Regions from separate parts of the Gasterosteus aculeatus genome. Here region 1 is linked to region 2. The links are chromatin contacts, called in public Hi-C maps. All regions are on one chromosome and are shown on one strand. Each heading gives the region's core, a stretch centred on a gene start, on an enhancer-like site or on the middle of the called end of the contact. The rest is flanking DNA. Distances are from core to core; before and after follow the strand shown.

Region 1 (2,700 bases), core at 38-2,537, 48 kb after region 2:
ATGTCCTAATTAAACGCGTTTAAAAAAAAGCCCATTTATTCTTTACATGACACACGCGTTTTAAATCCACCCTGAATAAATCACGGGAACAGCCATGTGAACACGCAAGTGGGTGACCGAGCCTGTGGGGTGAGACGTTCCCAGTGGGCGCCAACAGACAAATCAAAAGCACGCCGCGCATCGTCACCCTCACCCGGTGATTTGAAGACGTCTGCTTCATTTTATGCACAGCGTGTCCGTGTTTTTTTTTTTTTTTTTTTTAGATCTATTACTAAAAAAATAGCCCCCCCCCCCATCGAGGACACGTCGTCAAATTGTTTTTTTTCCACTGCGGTGCTGTAACGACGGAACACACGGCATCCCCTATGTCCCATCACCCAAAACGCACCATTTAACGAGGACGGTCCGAGTGCAGCGTCTGGTATCTGACTCAACATGACGTGTCACAAAACGCACACGGGTCGTTGTGCGGAAATTCACATTGATTTTTATTTAGGAAAAATAACTGATCAAGAGTGCGATACAGAAGAGTAAGTTGGACAATCCGCGCGTGCGTTTAATATGATAAACAGTCTCGTTTTGTTCTGTCTGTCGGTCTTACCTTCGGTTCTGTGGAGGTGGGAGGATGAGCTCAGGGCGTAGGGGTACCACCACGCCGAGGTGCGCTCCAGGTAGTGAGCCGGTAGACTGAATCTCTGCGCGGGCAGGTCGAAGCGCGGAAAGCTGAATTCCCCCACCTGGGAAAATGAAAATCCTCCCTCCAAAGCCGCCTTGGTTGCGGCCAGAACGGGCTTCGGTTTGGACGGTTTGCTATCGCAGTTCAGCAGGTTCTTGATGAAGAAAGGAGAGTCCTTGGCCGAAGCGCACGTCTCTTGCGTTGTCTCTGGCATCGCTGTGTTTGCGGTCTGAACGCAGAAGGACCACGGAAGCAGGAATTAAAAGAGAGAAGAAAAAAGAAAAGGCAAGGCTCACTTACACGCAGTCGGTGTACTGGCTTCCCAGTTCCTCTTTTACTCTTCTCGTTGATTTAACACCCGCAGAGCGCGTCAAAACACGCGTCCTTCTAGACTGAAGAAGTAATCAAATAAAAGGTTTGAGCGCTAACAAAAAAAAAAAAAAAAAAAAGTAAATGAAAGATGCATAAGCATGAAGATGTGTCATTCCGGGCTCTTTCGTCAAAACGCAAACTGTGTCCACCGTGTCAGTCAGGCTGTTGCTAATGATGAAATAAAAGTGTCATCCAAGTTAAATGCGGAAAGTATAGGCGATTGGGCATGTACAATGGCAAATGGGATTAAGGGAGAGACGGTGGAGGAGAGAGAGAGAGAAGGAGAGAGAGAGAGGCAGAGAGAGAGGGAGGGAGGGAGGGAGGGAGGGAGAGACCGTCCTCCCTCTGTGCGCTCTGGCTGCAGGCTGTAAGCACTCGCCTGATATTGGTCTCATTCAGTCCAATTAGGCAGCAAATCAACACAAGGCTGTTAGCGCCAAAAAGGAAGGTTTGGGAGAAGCGCCTCATCCAGTCAGACACTGATCGACTGAACAAGGTTATATTTGTAGTCCAGTGTTTTTATATTTATTGATACGGGTTTCATTAATAAACCACTTTAAACCAGGCTGCAGGTGTCTTTCAGATTTTTTAAATTCAGATATGTATCAATATAATTAAGATATATATTTTTTTATGTTCATCAAAACCTAAGTAGCTGTTATTTAAATAAATTAAATAATAATAATAATAGTATTCATCCCGTATGGGAATTAAACTGAAATTGTGAGACGAACAGGTAAGCGTTGTAACATCCATCCTCCATCCGCATGTCCAAAACAACATTGCAGATAAAGTTGTATGTATAGTCGAATAACCCCAACGTCAGAATACTTCTAACACGGTATGAAAGAGGCCTGAGATCAGGCACCAGCTCCTCCACGTGTCACCAATGGGCGATTAGATTCATATTTCTAATTCATTGATTTTCAGCGAGGGCCACTTCCACAATGTCTGCTGGTCGCACAGTCATTTATTCCCCCCTAATCGATTCGCTTAATTTATCCCTCAGATTGCACTCTTTGTAAGTGTGCTATGTATATTCACTCATTGATATTAATTGACTTGTTAAAAAAGTAGTCCGTTGGTCGGAAGCTGGTGTTGCGGAAAGACTGGGAGACAGCGCCCTCTGTCGGTCCAGGGGAGGAAATGCAAGCGTAAAGACTGTGTGTTAGGTGCTTACATTTACCACTTTGTGAGGACGAAAGTATTCATCACACTGTCACATGATGGGGACTCATCTTAAATCTGGTCCCCATAAGGTTAACTACTAAGTGTCAAGGTATATACTGTAGATTTAGTTATAGGGTTGCAGGTTGGCATGTAGGACTACAAGAAATTCATGCAAGTTCATGCATTGTCCTCCAAATGGACTAAAAAGTTTGTGTGCCATCTGACTAATATATTTGTCCTCTAGAGCATGCGTGAGCCAAGGGAGATGTAGTCATTTCAGTATTGAATCATCATCATCATCATCAGTTCAGTTCAGTTCCCTAAAGACATTCATTATGTGATATGCAGCCATAATAGAGGGTGTCAGTTGAAAGGTAAAGGTTGCAATGGATGCCACAATGTCCCGTCCCCCCCCCCCCCCCCCCCCACATATCTGTAGGGTTCTTACAAGCACCGGTATGGCCGTGGTTTAATTAACACGT
Region 2 (2,700 bases), core at 180-2,679:
CCCAGGGGACCCGCTGTGTTAAGAACATGATATGGTATTTACAAAGAAATATTTGTAAATGGAGGCCGTTTGGCTGTCCATAATGGCCCCGTCCATGCTGCCGCATCCCATCCTGACCATGTCCGGGACGAGGGCTCAAAATGAAAAAGACGAAGGGATGAATGTCCGGAGGTGTGGCCTGGTAGCGTCCTCGCATCCAGCCGGCGGACGGGTCTACTCAACTTGAGACAAGCCAACAGCTCCTTCACATACCGCCACAGAAATGAAATCCACAAGGACTTTGATGAGTGAAAGTGCATCGACTTCATAGTCATATTTCATCTCAGGCGTTTCTTATTGGAGCAACGGCGCAGCGGATGTGAGGCTGTGAAATTTCCAGTAAAAAGTGTAATGTTTTTTTTTTCTTTTTTAACGCACTTTCAGATAATAAATTGATATTTCGATTAGATGGGCTTTATTCGTGACCACTCAGGAAACAAATACACCGCATGAAACAAAATATTGAAAGGAAAGACTCCACATTGATTTTTCTTTTTTTATTTCTCATGGAATAAGAAGAAGAAGCCCATAGCTACAATGCACTAAAAGGACTAAAAGAGCTACGCTAAACAGATATGCCCTGTTTGTGTTACTGTAGTTTAAAATGTCATAGCTGGTAAACCCAGAAATTCTCCAGGTTCAGTCGATTTTGATGTCACAATATTCTGGGTTATTGGTTTAGAACTTTAAAAATTGGTGTTGAGGGATATTCAGTTAAGATGGGAATCTTCCAACAAGCAGATGCAGACGATCCACTTGTGATGACCTGTGTTCCCATTCTTAAGATAACTTGAAAAGATAATACGCCTTATTCCAGAGAGCATTTAATTATACTGCTTGTTGGCAGTGTTCATTTGGAGGATACATGGATTGGTAGCCTGTAAGTAGAGGCAGCTGAGGGAGGATTGGGTGTATCACAGACACCTGATCCATCCCCAGGCGCACTTTTACAGCCTCAGAAATGAGACACATCTTTGATTTGCTTGCCCAGTAACAGACGGAGACATGAAGGAGCTCTGGTCTCGGCCCCTCTCGGAGGTGCCAAATATTCACCAGCTGAGAAATGGACACAGGCTCCCTCCCGACACGTCGTTCTTTGCTCCATGCCATGCTGGGTTACTAGGAGAAGGGGGGTGGGGGGGATGTCAAAAAGGTGATTGTGCCAGTGTTGTCATGGTTCAAAATCATTATTGAAGCGATGATTTCATAACTGCAGAGTTGTCTGATCAACAATGTTCTTCATTGGTTTCTCTATCATAGCGACAAGCCATCTTTTTTTCCTCCCTTTGTAGGTTTGAAAACACAGACAGACGCTCAGACACGGTTCTTGTTTTTTTTGGGTTCCGTCACCCCCTCGGGCCTCCTCTTGGCTTGTCAACACGAAGGGCACGACAGGTCTGTGAACAGGTTGAGAGCCTTTTGCCGCCGGCTGCCCAGCGTATGGAAGTATGATTAGACAACATATTCAGAGGAAAGATAAAACCACTATGGGAAAATATTTAGCTTTTGATGGGCCGATAGGAAAGTGTCAAAGATATGTTTCAATCTGGAAAGGTTACACATTTGATGTCTCCGTGCAGGATTTAATGACTGCTGTTACAGTTGGTGCCTTGAGCAGACCAAACAGGTTCTGCAGAGTGATGTGATGTCAAACACAATGGAGCTTTGTGAGGACTGTAAAAATGTATGAAAATTTATAAATAGTTTTTCTAATCCCCCTAATGTTATGTAACCCTGTTGATGATAGCTAGCCCTGTATTAGTGTAGCGTAAAGTGATTAATAGTGCAGTTAATTTATAACGAAGAAAAAGGCTAGCTGCAGTTAATTCATATTAATTAACATAATTAATATAAATTAATTAATTAACTATATTTAAAGATACTTTTTCAGTGAAATATAGCACCTACACTTAGTCCGGTTAAAAAAAAAAAAATCGACTTCATGAATATTAATGATTATCAACTTTCCATTTAAATGAAATTAAAGTTATTTGTAGCCAGTAGTCTCACTGATAACTAAACCCAGCAGATATTAATGAATATGTCACTAATTTTGACTGTTTACTAAAAGGTCCCATCATGGCGTGGTTTTATGCGCCTGTCTGCTGTTGTGTACGGTTGCAGTCCAAACAGACAGTTTATCACATTAATGCCGCGCCGCCGCTCCTTCATCTCCACGGATGAATCATGGCTCAATTGGCTCTAACGAGCGCGTTGGTTTATAACGACCTTTTCCTGGCAAAGTGGGTGAGGCGAGTGGTGGGAGTTTCAGGACCGGGCAGTTGGAGCACAAGACTCCTGTTGCTGTTTAAATTCGCTATAAAAAAGGTTTCACATCTTCATACATAAATTTGACAATCTGCCACATAAACCGAGGGAAATGCCAATTCCGCCCGATGGTTCCGGTCCTCTGTGACCTTTCCCGCTGCGGCCTGAGAGTCAGCAGTGATGAGTCAGGAAGGCGGATGGAGGGACGGCGAGGGTTGCTCCTCCTCCAGACAGTCTGCCTCCACCCTGTGAACATGAAGCGGTGCGGTCGGCTAATGTGGCCGGGGAGAAAGCAGCGGAGCTAAGATGTCATGTCTGTCCGTCGGCTAACAATTAAACGTGGCACCCTCAAGCCGATCAATTTGACTTTGAGGCTTCAGGTTTTAACTCCTC

What was found. A called contact is a pair of places that touch in the nucleus more often than the background predicts.
Region 1: a Hi-C map of skeletal muscle shows a contact between it and region 2, with 6 times the contacts expected there. The contact joins the promoter of hmx3a here to the enhancer-like site in region 2. A contact is called at or near these places in 3 of 6 Hi-C or Micro-C datasets (skeletal muscle and whole body).

What each region holds. Positions count from the first base shown.
Region 1 is chr6:14,644,849-14,647,548 of fGasAcu3.hap1.1, forward strand. It overlaps hmx3a (H6 family homeobox 3a), which reads right to left and starts at 1,288. Exons shown (of 3, transcript XM_078104686.1): 1 at 977-1,288; 2 at 602-905. The coding sequence starts at 890.
Region 2 is chr6:14,596,767-14,599,466 of fGasAcu3.hap1.1, forward strand. No RefSeq gene overlaps it. Among protein-coding and RNA genes, the nearest start is that of hmx2, 40 kb to the right of the region's middle. Within about 2 kb of position 1,430, at least 2 of the 9 cell types and tissues checked have open chromatin away from gene starts, as enhancers often do.